3 separate regions of the Mus musculus genome follow, and regions 1 and 3 are each linked to region 2. The links are chromatin contacts, called in public HiChIP or PLAC-seq maps. All regions are on one chromosome and are shown on one strand. The core of a region is the stretch at or near the end of the contact, and the rest is flanking DNA. Distances in the headings are between cores, read along the strand shown. Region 1 overlaps Gab2 (growth factor receptor bound protein 2-associated protein 2). Region 2 holds the start of Gab2 (growth factor receptor bound protein 2-associated protein 2). Region 3 overlaps Gab2 (growth factor receptor bound protein 2-associated protein 2).

Region 1 (4,158 bases), core at 1,584-4,083, 130 kb before region 2:
AAAAGAGGATAAAGATGAAAGAAAAAAGTTTTGCCTGCTTTCAGATGACATGATTATTTATGGTAAAAATCCAAAAATAACTGCAAATAGATTTTCTAGAGCATGGTGGTCACAGGATACAAGATAAGTACATGAAAGTTTATTTACTTCTATATTCTAGCAATGATTTGTTTGCATAGGCAGTAAAAAATACACATTGTATCTGGGTGGGTAGCTCAGTGGTAGAGTGCCTGCCTATAATGAATAAGGCCTGGTTCTACCCTCAGACCCCAAACAAAGAAAAAACTCACACAGCATCATTAATAATCATTTTTTTAAATGAAAAAAGTATAAATCTAACAAAACTTTGTACATGCAGGACATGCAATTTATAAATCACACAGTGCTGATAACTTGTTAAGGTACTCCTAAATGTTTAAATAGATATACAATGCCTAAGAATCAACCCAGTACATTTTCCAAAATTTATGTATAGGTTTACCACAATACTTATAAAAATTCATGCAAAAAGTTTCGTTGGTGTACATAAGCTTATTCTACAATGCATATGGAAAGAAAAAAGGATGAAAATAGATACAACAATTTTGGAAAAGGTTAAAATAAAATATATGAAATCAGGGTATATATATATATTTTTTTTTAAAATTTTATTTATGTGTTTAAGTGTAGGAGTGTGTGTGTGTGTGTGTGTGTGTTGTGTATGTGGTGCCTTTAGAGGCCAGAAAAGGGCAATGGGCATTGGAGGCCATAGGTCTGGAGTTATGGATGGTTGGCAACTACCATGTGGATGCTTAGAATTGAACCTAGGTCCTCTAGAAGAGCAGCCAGTGTTGTGAACCAGTGAGTCATCTGTCGAGCCGCAGTGTATGTATTTTAAATGTTCTGTAGCTATGGCAATCAAGATGATGTATACTGGATGAGAACTACAAACAGAGAACAATGTAACAAAACAGAAAACTCGAACTATATTCACATGATATATCCACTGATTTTTCTTTCTTTATTTTTATTATTACATTTATTTATTTGGGGGAGGTGGGCATGTGTGCCGCAGTGCAAGTGTAGAGGTCAGAGGACAATTTGCAAGAGTTCTTTCCTTTCACCATGTAGGTCCTGGAGATGAAATTTGGGTTGTCAGGTTTGTCAACAAACATCTTTACCCACTGAAATATCTTGCTGGTCCCCACTAATTTTTGATAAAGGTACAAAAGAAATTAAATGGAAGACAGACAGACTTTTCAACAAATGATACTAGGGAAAAAAGGCTCAGGAAAGGAGTAGTGGCACGTGCCTATAATACCAACTACTCAGGCCCATACAGAGACTCCCTCTGAAAATCAAATAGGCTAACAAGACAGTGACAAAAGATGAACAATAGATTTGAAGGTAAAATGTCCAAGCTATAAAATAGTTAAAAGATAAATAAAGAACTAGATGGCTCAGCAGTTAAGAGTGCTGGCTGCTGCTCCAGTGTGTACATCAAGAGGCTCATCAGCTCCAGGGATGGACTTGACACTTTCTCCTGGCCCATTTGGGTACTTTTGTGCACATGTGCATTCACACATACATAGATTTACCCTTACAAATAAAAAAGGGTAAATAGGTGGAAATTTTTGTCTTATGAAAAATTAAGTTTTGGGGGTTGGGGATTTAGCTTAATGTAGAACGCTTGCCTAGCAGGTACAAGGCCCTGGGTTCAGTCCTCAGCTCTGAAAAAGAAATCAAGTTTTTAAAAAAGTATTCAGTGGAAACAACGATGAACCATGCTCTATGCTATGTGGTTTAAAGAAGAGAGGCATGATGGAAACATTCCTTTTAAACAACTTAAAATATTTATAAAGTTGCAGGAAGATAAGACATTAATATATAGCCCTAAACGATGAAGCAGAGCTTTAGATGTATCATAAAAAGAGCCACAGTTTCTTAGCATATCACTGAAACAGGAACAGAGAGGGAGAAACAAAGAGGAGAGAGGGAGAGAAAGGAGGAAAATGGGGAGAGAAAAAGGAGAGAGAAATGAGTAAAATGACTATTACAAGGAAAGCTATAAAGAAAGGAAAAAGGCTTTGCTTTAAAAAGGTCACATGGTATGAACCAGGCCTGGGCATTGGAAAAAAGACAAGAGAGGTTTGGAAATTTGGTAAGTTGGATGTGGAAAGGAGGAAAGGAAGAACTTAGGGGTCCTGTGAGGCCTTCAGAACCACCCTTAGAAGCTGTATCTTTATTGGTAATGGGAGTTGCTGCAAAGTGCATAGCAGTAGAGAAATGTTAACTAGTGCTCTGTGGCTATTTGTTAAAATGTTAACTAGTGCTCATCTAGCAATGAGGAAGGTGAACTAGCGAATAACAACAACAACAACAACAACAACAAAAACTATTTAGGAAGCTGTTGCTATAGCTTTCTATGGTCAGAGAAAATGGCAATCTAAAGGAGAATAATGTGGCAGCAGAATCATTAGTTTGTGTACCAGAGTGAGATCTTGCCTCAAAAACAAAACATCAAAGTCAAAACTCATCAAAATACATAAAATAAATAAATAGAATAGTAATAATCAAGTCAGAGAGGAAGAGACAGTACATCTTACTTACTTATAATGGGACATAAAGAAGTTCCTAACGTAAGAGTATACTGTCTAAAAAGTCAAAACAAAGTCAAATTTATGTCTAGAATCAAGTAGAGATTACCATTTGCTCTGATGAAACAGAAGTGACTGTTTTCCTTTTGTACCCAAATCTAGTTAGAAAACAAACCATTTCACAATTACCCAGACCACAGAGACACGAATGTGGGAACATATGACCTGGAAGTTGCATCACTCCTGCCGTTGAGCAGAGTACATCTCATGTGATCCTGTCTGTCCTTTAGGTTAGGTCTGTAAGTGCGCACAGAACAAGGTCATGACTTCCTTCTATTGCTCTTTGGCAACCAGAAAAATAAAATAAGCCTCCACTGAGACTTACGATGACTAAATCACATTATAAGTATTTTGTTGGTGGTGAAGAGCTTATAAAATTCTACCATATCAGTCTCCAGGGAGATTCCCTGGGGTCATGAATATGGGTTCTAAACATAAAGGCTGCTTTACATATGGGACAAGAACCTGGTTTGTTTTAGGTTAGTCTACATAATCAAGTTGAACTAGGCTAGTTCTTATAGGTAAATTGTCTTTTAAGGAAAAAGGAACTTTCTGAAGATCCTTTTAGCTTCAGCCCTGAAAACTGAAAGTACTTCTAAAATTCTAGACTCTTTTGTTCTGCCTTAAGTATTATACTAAATAAAACGATTCTTCTTGAATTACTAAGGATTTTCTTAGATGCTCTATGAAAATTAGAGAATCTTTAATACTAAAAATTCTGAAAAAGAGACAGCCTAGGGTACAATACTTATCATTAAAGTTTCCTGTAAAGGGCTGACAGTAAACATTTTAGGGCATATAGTCTTTCTTACAACTATCAAATCTATAGTAGCATGAACATTACAATTTATAAGCAAACATCTAGCTTGAATTCACCAAACTGTTCCCAAAGTGTGTGGTTCAGCTGTTTGCTAAATCAGGGATTAGGATAAGGTAGAAAGGCTATGAAGAAAAGGTAGAGGGTGCTGTAGGAGGATGAGTGTAACAAATGGGTGAGAGACCAAAGTCTCTTCCAACCTAGGGAGCCTCACATGGTGTTCACTAAGGCAACCTGATATCATGATATCTTATTTAACTAGATTACTTAGATTCTTAGAAGTGAGAGATGTGTTCTTCTAAATAGCCAAGCTAGGCAGTACCTTCTATTACTTTCTTCTTTGGCAGTTGAAAGTATTTCTAAAACTCCACAATCTTCTGTCATGGCTTAGGTACAACAGATAACAGAATTCTTCTCTGATGACTAAAATTTTCTCAGTGCCTCCAATCATCTTTCTCCAGATTCTGTGGCTAAAGCTGTAGAAGGGGCAAGGCATTTCTTGGAAAAGAGTTTTGCATAACTTCTAGAAATGGGTGTGTCCTTTTAACTTCCCTCTTTCTGATGAAGGTAAAACCAAAAACTGCCAATAAGCCAGGAGATTCCTGTCAAGGGAGGGTTATTAAAACCTGAGTCTACTACATTATCAATACTCCAACTCTATTAGGTAGAACACAAACAAGTACTTTATTTTTAAAACTCCCCTTG
Region 2 (3,908 bases), core at 436-2,935:
AAATGAGAGACAGGGTCTCAAGTAGCAAGCTAGGCTGGTTTTGAACCTCTGATCCTCCTGTCTCTTGTTTCCCAAGTGTAAGTGCTGGCAGTTCAAGCCTAGGCTACAGCAACAGGCAACAGAACAAAACAAAAGAAAAAGCTCCTAGTAATTAAAATATTTTACTCATATCAACTCCCCCCCCCAAATGAGCTTTCAAGCTTAAACACCCCTACTATATTACTGTATGCCAAATCTCTGTCCATTTTCAAAAGGCATGCACTAAATCCTTAGATTCCCTGCCCTTCCCCCTGCCCCCTCTTCCCAGCAAGCAAGTGACCTAAGTCAGAGCCTGGTTTCATTGACACACTTGCACTCCCCAACAACACTTCCTTTGAAAAACAGAATGTCACTTCCTCAGTCCAGAGGCCAGAAGTCCCTTGATTCTGATCTGGGGAGTAGAGACAGGAAACTCTGGTAAGCTTCTGTCCCCCATGGCCAGCCACTAGTGCAGCTGACAGAGGGCAGGGTCTGTTGGGAGCTCCCTTGATGCACTGCAGCTGGAAGCGACCGCTCACTTCCAGGCTGTGGGAGTGATTTCTCAGAGTCCAGCACTCCCAGGCAGCAGAACAAGGACGATTCTTGGCAAGTGGAGAGCGAGAAGATGGGAGGACCTGCACTCCTTTAACGGACTTTCCGTTTCTAAACTCCTCAGACTACCCCAATCTCGGATCCTGGCACCATTTTGTTCTCTGAGCTCGGTAGACAAGAAGTGGGTGCCCCGACCCCAACTGCCAGTTTCTCACGTAGAGGGGACGGCCCGTCCCACCAATTTCACTACACACAGCCAGCTCGCACCACCTAGCAATTCAGAGCCACATCTTCAGACCCCAGACACCAGACGACACAAAACTCTGGCCAGTTATTGAGGACCAAACTGCAGTGTCACCCCGTGGGGCGGAGGACCGCGGTGTGTGTGTGTGGGGGGGGGGGGTATGTGAGAAACATTCGGAATAATGGGAAAGAAGGGGGACAAACAAATGAGTCACTTAATACAAGCGCTGCACATGCCGCTGACGCTGCCCGTGATGTAGTGGCCGCAGACTGGAAGGAAGCAAGGCGGCCACCGGGGAGGGGCGGACAGAGAAAGGGACCGGGAGAGGGGCGCCGGCGCCTCGCCCTTTGTGGGCCCGGGGCCGCGCGGCCCCTCAGCCTACCCTCCCGATCGGGGCGACTCGGCTCCTTCGGCCCCGGGCGTTTTACTCTCCCGGTCGCCCGGAACAATCGCTCCAAACTTCGGCTCGGCGAGCGAGGAGTTCTCGGGGAGGCAGGCGGCAGCCGCAGCCCCGACCTGCGCCCCGCCCCTCGGCGGCGCACCTGTGACAGGTGTGAGGCGCCCCACTCGCGCCCGCCGCTCTCGCCCTCGGAGGCCGCGGGGCCCCGGCTCGCCGCGCCCGGCCTCTCTCAGCGCCCCCATCTCCGAGGCCGCGGGACAGCCCCCGGCCGCCCTCCCGCCGGGCCGCGCCCGCTCGCCCGCTCGCCTCACTCACATAGCGCCTCAACTTCTTCTCGGGAGGCGATTTCCTCAGCCAGCCGGTACACACCACGTCGTCGCCGCCGCCGCCGCTCATGTCGCCGGCTAAACTGGAGCCCGCCGCCGGCTCGCGCGGACAAGGGCGCGGGCGCGGGCTGCTGGGTCAGCCGGCTGCCGGTGCGCGGCTCGCGGGGGAGGGGAGGGGCCCGGCAGCCCCGGGGCGAGGACGAGGCAGTGAGGCGCGCGGGCCCGGCTGCCTGCGCGCGCTCGAGTTCCACCCCCCCCCCCCGCCCTCCGGCCGCGCGCGCGCGCGCGCACACACACACACACACAGCCCCACCAGGGCGCCTCAGCAGGCGGGCGCTCGCCACGCCCACAGCCCCGCGAGGTCCCCGAGGGCAGCCGGCGCAGAGGCCAGTTAGCCTGGACCCCACAGGCCCGGAGGCCGTGAGACGAGCTGTCGCCAGCAGCTGCGTCCTCAGGGTCTTGGTGGCTGTTGTTGGTTTTTTCCCCCCTCTAAGCCTGGAGCTGCAGGCGGGGTCGTGAAGACCTCTGGGTGGTGCCGGTGCTAGGGTGAGGGAAGGCCAGAGGCTATCCACCCTAGGTCGAACGTTGAGCCTATGCTCAACCCCTCTTCCCCAGCGTCGTGGAAGAGTAGGACAGAGATCCAAGGACTGCTCCGGTTTCCTGTCCATTCCCACAGTTTCAGGTTTCAGTAAGTCCGATTCTGGCTGAAATGAGTCCTGCTTCACTGTAAGTTAACTCTCACATCTCTAGGCCAGAGAAGCAGCAAACAGACATACTGTGTGCTGGGAGCTTACTGCATTCACCTTCCACAGCGATTATCTTCACTGCCTTACAAATTGGATAGGTCATAATTATACCCATTTTACAGATAGCCTGAAGCCACACAGCTGACACAATGCAGGCCTTTCTAATCCAGGTGTTTTGGGAGGAGGGGAGGGGAATCTTCTCTCCTGTTTTTTTTTTTTTTTCCCAGAGTGACATTACTGCAGTAATGTCTGTAGATCAAAGGGTGCTTGGGGGGGGGGTGTGGGGGGACTGGACGGGACTAGATCTTATTGCTGAGAAACAAAGTCCAGCTGGCGCTCTCCCATAGTGCCTCTGGGAAAACTGAATCCAGTAAAAGGAAACTGTAAGTTTTGCAGAACACAATGAATTGGAAAACAAGGAGGTATAAAAGAACAAGAAATTGTGATAAAAATGTCCAGAGTTTCCACTCATTGACTTTATAAGAGATCTCTCCTATATAAATGTGAATATAGAGATCTTTTTCTCACTGGCTTGTGCTGAGAGGGTTGAGATAAAGGACCAGGAAGCAAACACCCAACACCAGTGCTCCAGGGGGAAAGTGGAGGAAAAAGAAAAGCAAAACCAAAACCTTTGGTAAGAGTTCTTTTTTTAACTCACAAAGTACCTTTCCAAACAGCATTTAAAAGGTAGGTTCCCTTCTAGTTTCTCATGAAGTTGCTTAGTAACCCACTTTATCAACAGGGAGTTGTGTGGTTGATGCATGAACCGGAGAGGCAGCATCTTGCAATGCCTCAGCATAACCTTTGTTTTCTGGATTATTTTAGTCTTCTCTCTGGGTGCACCAAAGCTAGTTATTTTAGATAGTTGGACATCTTTTAGTCTAACAGATTTTGTTTGGATTGGGGAATCTTTAACCATTTCAATTATAAAAGCTGATTCCTACCTGTGCTTAGCAATTCTAGTCACTCTGAGAGATGAAGGGACCTTTGACCCATTCCACTGACCTTCAAGTATCCAGAGTAGCTCCACAGAACATGAAGCTAGAATGCTTAGGCTGTATCTGGGACCATAATCACCCTTGACTTTTTAATTTAGGGATTCTTAAGCCACCACTAGAATTATGGCCATTTTAAAACCTCTGGCTCCCAGGACCTTAAACACTTTGTGAGACATAAATATCAAAATACTTAGTCTGCCAAGTCAACCAGGAGGCAGTGACTCCCAGTCACAACAAAGCAACCCTGATTCCATTCACATTTGAGTCCTGGTGCCAAATCTCCAGGATTGCAGCCTGAGAAATCTGCAAAGACTGGCTGCACCTAGGGTTGTGATGGAAGTCAAGCAGACATATGCCCTACCCTCTCCTAGGAGAGCGGGAATACTAATCCGAGAATTGTGAGATTTAAGACACAGGCGGGGAGACTCATCAACTATTAGTCTGGGTTGGTTTTGTTTAGCAAAGACGGGTTGTTATTTTTAAGTTCATGAAATTGGCAGTCTGGTGTTATGTGATCAAAAACAGAAAGGGTCTTGAAATATAACAGTTACAGAGCTCCGGTTTGGGGAATCTTCAGAATGTCCCAATCCTTCTCCAAAACTCAGCAGGGGCTACACATAGTGC
Region 3 (4,411 bases), core at 148-2,647, 190 kb before region 2:
ACACCTCTGAAAAGCTTAGGAGAAGTCTGAAGGCCAGGTTATCATAACCTAGACCTGATCTGCTCTACCCAGGGGGTTTGCCTATCCAATCCCAGAGTGACCCTTAGAGTGACAAGACTAGACTCTGGATGGGTGAGCACCATGCTTCCTTCCTGTAGGTGGCTCCTGTTGGGAGCAGATGAAGATTGGAGTGAATGTATACTGTTGACATGCCCATGGCCTTGTCAAGAACCTCAGTGACTCTGACTCATGAGCCTTCCTTGAGTGAGGCTCAGAGGCATGGCAAGACCTTCCTCTGGTCTAGGTAACAGTGTTTAAGAATACGTGAGCACTGTGTATATACAAAAACTAGAAACCTCAACTTCCCCTTCCTGAATGTCTGCAAACTAAGTCTTTTTCCCTACAGAGCCCTCCTACTCAGACTAGGTAAGGTCTTCTCCTGTGTTATACATAACAAACAGAGCTGGGTTTCTGGTTTGCAGGTGTTCAACAGAAAGCACAGTCCAAGATTCTAGCTTTTCTATATGTCTGTATGTTGTTTCTTGGTGGCCTGGAATTCATATGTAGACAAGTTAGTCTAACTCAGAGATCTGCCTGCCTCTGCCTCCTGAACTTTAATCCTGGGATTACAGTTGTACACCATCATGCTTGGCTGGCTGTCCTTTCTTTGTTCTCTTGTCACCACAGTCAAGGTTTCCAGGACTAAGAAGCCATTTAGGGTATGGCAGGTTCCTGCAGTTATTACCTCCCTCAAAGCTTCTGGCTCCACTAAATGAGACACTGCTTACTAAAGACTCACTGATTAAGGTCCAAAACTATGCCTTTGTGCAATAATGATAAAAACACAAACAAAAGCAGAGCTGTCCCTTCAGACTAGACCCTTGGTCATCCTGGTACTCTTCCATATCTTCTAGGGCAGCTTTGTTCTCTTTCCACTGGCCTTTCTTTTTTTCTTCTTATCTCAAACTCTCCTCTGTTGTATTAGAAAGGAAGTGAGGTATTTAAGGACAGATAAAGGTTTAGAGTACTACACCCCAGCCCAAAGCATTATTCATTTGGCTGGCTCTCTAAGCTTAGTCCACATTTCCTTAGTCTGACCTACTTCCTGCTTTCTCTCCACACATAAGCAAAGCAGATGGAAGCATCATCAGCCCCTGAGCATAGCTGCCTATTTGGGGGTTGGGAGTAATTCTTTGATTCTTTCTCCTTATGCTGTTCCTACAAACTGGATTCCTTCTCTACTTCTAGCAAGCTCATATGAAGATTTCAAGATCCTATGCAGATATTACATTCCCACAAATACCTTTCTGAATGCTTTTTTTTCTTTCTTGGAGCTGACAGGTTTCAGCTTATGCTTTGTTTATACCTATGGTCATTCTGCTTCCTTGCACTTGGTTTCTGAGAACCGTGTCAGTGAGATTATTACTACACAGTCCTAGCATGTACCTAATATAGTCCCACATAGGGGGTTCTTAGTCCATGATTACATAAATAAAACATTTGACATTTTAAAATTCCAACCATGAAACTTATATTCTCAAGAAATAAAGGTATAAAGATATAAGTTCAGATAATATGCTAGGTAGGGAGGAATATTTTGGGAGATGATGGCTTTCTAGAGTCATTCAAATCCTATCAGAAGAGATAAGGTTCTTTAGCTACTGTTTTCTGACCTATTTCAGGCTGTACTATCCACATGGCCCGAGGCAGGATTACCAGCTTATTCATGATGTACAGTACTAATTACACTCTAGTCACTCCTAGCACTGGAAAGGACAGAAGAGAGAAAGTCAATGAGTCTCTAGGGAGAAACTGTTCCATGATAGCTGTATTGATCTTCAAAATGAATTCCTATAACAGGTCTCATAGTGACCTGGATGTTTGTTAACAGAATCAATGCACTTATTATTCCATTAGATTTGCAAAATGAACTCTCCAGTGGTGGATGAAAGAGGGTTTATACTAAGGACGGAGTAGTCATGGCACCAGGGGAGGAACATAAGCTCTGTCTGAGAAGACACAGGGGAGGTGTAAAAAGAAACCCTTTGATGAGGTTCTATACTCTCAGTTGACTTTCTGGCTCCTTCTTGCTTTGCCTATCTCTTAATTCCTCAGACTCTAGTTTTAGACTTTCCTATAACTTCCCTCTGGCCATAAAGCCTTTCTCTGGAGGCATATTGCCTATTATTAAGCTTAAGCTTTAAATGCCACTCAAATGATGATAACTCTAAAACTTCAATCTCTAGCTCAGTCCTTCCAGAGCTTTCTACTGTACATCACCCCTTACCTGCTGGCCTCTTCCTTTATATCCCATCAGCTAGTTAAGCTCAGAATCTAAGCCAGCTCCTTTGTCCAACACTTTCTGTCTCAGGGAAGCGCATCAATACCTTTCCCATCAGTTGTCAAAGGCAGAAACCTAGTCACTCTCTGATTTCCCTGGCTTCTCAACATTCATGCCAGTCTGCCATTGTACACTTAACAATGGCTTCCTGTTCTCCTTCAGATGTCTTACAGAGCTCTGTCTCTTTTGAAAACTATCTTCTTGTTCACTTTTTCCACAGTATTTCTTACCAATTCTCTTTGCACTTCAGAGGGTTTTCAGAATTATACCAGTCTCTTGTATTATTATTATAAGATAATAAAGCACTATTTCTTCAGTTACAGTTACTGATTTCTTATTGCCTTCAAAATAAAGGTTCCTGGTTTGACAATGAGCCTTTTCTTTTTTTTTTCTTTTTCTTTTTTTGGTTTGGTTTTTCGAGACAGGGTTTCTCTGTATAGCCTTGACTGTCCTGGAACTCACTTTGTAGACCAGGCTGGCCTTGAACTCAGAAATCCGCCTGCCTCTGCCTCCCGAGTGCTGGGATTAAAGGTGTGCGACACCACCCGCCCGGCTTGAGCCTTTTCTTTTTAATCTTAACCTTTTATCATAACCTTTGTCTTATCATTCAGTGCTCCCCTCACACCTGCAATAAATTATCAGTCTGGTGTACAGATAAAAGGTATGATTATCTTTATTTCTGCAGCCCACCCTTGCCTTAAGCACAGACCCAAAGTCAGTTGAGTGACCCAGTGTATTTACTTTTAAAGTGATTTTGCCTCTCAGAATCTCAGTGTCCTTGTTCATAACTCAACACAGGGAATTGGAAGAGACATATAATCTTTATTGCTTTTATTTGCTATTTATTTAACTATGTTTGTATTGGTGACTAGATATGTATACCACAGTGTACATAAGGAGAGTAGAGGTGCCTACATATAGTGGATCTCTACATAGTGAGATTTTAAAAAAAAACCATCAACAAAATATCTCTTGTCTGAATTTATGTAACTACTTCCTGGTGCTTGGCTTCTGGGAGTTGTTTCTCTTTCTACCACATGGATCTGGGGTATGTGTGAAATATGGCTGTTAAACCTAGCATCAAGTGATTTTTACCTGCTGAATCTTCTCACAAGCCTGAGAGAGACAATCTTGACAAGCAATCTTACATGTTGCTAGTAAATGACATATGATCCAATTGTCTCTGTATCTCCAATACACATACCTATCGCAGCATACTCAATACACATTTGTTTAATGAGCATACTGAGTAAATAAAAAAGATCTTTACTCACTCTACATCAGACAGAGAACTAATATTCAAAATATACAAAGAATTCAAGAAGTTAAACATGAATAAACCAAATAACTCCATTAAAAATGGGGTACTAAACAGAGTTTTCTCAACAGAGGAATCTCTAATAGCTGAGAAACACTTAAAGAAATGTTCAACATCTTTAGTCATTAGGGAAATACAAATTAAAATGACTCTGAGATTCCATCTTACACCCATCAGAATGGCTAAGATAAAAGACTCAGGGGAAAGCACATGCTGGCAAGGATGTGGAGCAAAGCGAATACTCTTCCATTGCTGGTGGGCGTGCAAACTTGTACAACCACTCTAGAAATCAATTCTCCAGTTTCTCAGAAAACTGGGAATAGTTCTACCTCAAGATTCAGCTATACCACTCCTGGGCATATACTGAAAAGATGCTCCAACATACTACAAGGACACTTACTCAACTATGTTGATAGCAGCTTTATTTGTAATATCCAGAAACTGGAAACAATCCAGATGTCCCTCAAGTGAAGAATGGATAAAGATAATGTGGTTCATTGACACAATGAAATACTACTCAGCTATTAAAAACAAGAACATGAAATTTGTAGTCAAATGAATGGGACTAGAAAAAGTCATCCTGAGTGAGGTAACCCAGACCTAAAAGAACATGCATGGTAAGTTCTCACTTGTAAGCGGATATTAGCCATAAGGTAGAGGATACCTATGCTACAATCCATAGGCCCAAGAAGCTAAATAACAAGGAGGGCGAAGGAAAGATACTTGAATTTTACTCAGAAGGGAAGATAAAA

Evidence for each region. HiChIP or PLAC-seq counts read pairs in DNA pulled down with a chosen protein or histone mark.
Region 1: a contact with region 2 is called in an H3K4me3 HiChIP or PLAC-seq map of bone marrow-derived macrophages, with 7 times the contacts expected there. The contact joins the enhancer-like site here to the promoter of Gab2 in region 2. A contact is called at or near these places in 8 of 39 promoter capture datasets (the C10 cell line, the HPC-7 cell line, embryonic stem cells and 3 more), 3 of 15 datasets of contacts at CTCF or cohesin (CD8 T cells, the G1E-ER4 cell line and pro-B cells), 20 of 484 Hi-C or Micro-C datasets (the BV-2 cell line, the C10 cell line, the G1E-ER4 cell line and 13 more), 13 of 115 datasets of contacts at active chromatin or transcription factors (the 230-238 cell line, CD8 T cells, the HPC-7 cell line and 8 more) and 3 of 9 other capture datasets (adipose tissue, liver and macrophages).
Region 3: a contact with region 2 is called in an H3K27ac HiChIP or PLAC-seq map of microglia, with 7 times the contacts expected there. The contact joins the enhancer-like site here to the promoter of Gab2 in region 2. A contact is called at or near these places in 5 of 39 promoter capture datasets (the C10 cell line, the HPC-7 cell line, embryonic stem cells and 2 more), 3 of 15 datasets of contacts at CTCF or cohesin (CD8 T cells, large pre-B cells and pro-B cells), 4 of 484 Hi-C or Micro-C datasets (bone marrow-derived macrophages, cerebral cortex and forebrain), 21 of 115 datasets of contacts at active chromatin or transcription factors (the 230-238 cell line, the HPC-7 cell line, acute myeloid leukemia and 15 more) and 3 of 9 other capture datasets (adipose tissue, liver and macrophages).

What each region holds. Positions count from the first base shown.
Region 1 is chr7:97,209,981-97,214,138 of GRCm38.p6, reverse strand. The region is part of intron 1 of Gab2 (growth factor receptor bound protein 2-associated protein 2); the gene reads right to left. Among named protein-coding and RNA genes, the nearest start is that of Usp35, 120 kb to the left of the region's middle. Within about 2 kb of position 2,833, at least 105 of the 459 cell types and tissues checked have an H3K27ac peak or open chromatin away from gene starts, as enhancers often do. A contact at or near this core is called in the 230-238 cell line, the BV-2 cell line, CD8 T cells and 14 more, where this site is marked.
Region 2 is chr7:97,079,528-97,083,435 of GRCm38.p6, reverse strand. Gab2 (growth factor receptor bound protein 2-associated protein 2) reads right to left here and starts at 1,685. Exons shown (of 10, transcript NM_010248.2): 1 at 1,530-1,685. The coding sequence starts at 1,610.
Region 3 is chr7:97,267,182-97,271,592 of GRCm38.p6, reverse strand. The region is part of intron 2 of Gab2 (growth factor receptor bound protein 2-associated protein 2); the gene reads right to left. Among named protein-coding and RNA genes, the nearest start is that of Usp35, 63 kb to the left of the region's middle. Within about 2 kb of position 1,397, at least 50 of the 459 cell types and tissues checked have an H3K27ac peak or open chromatin away from gene starts, as enhancers often do. A contact at or near this core is called in the HPC-7 cell line, acute myeloid leukemia, adipose tissue and 4 more, where this site is marked.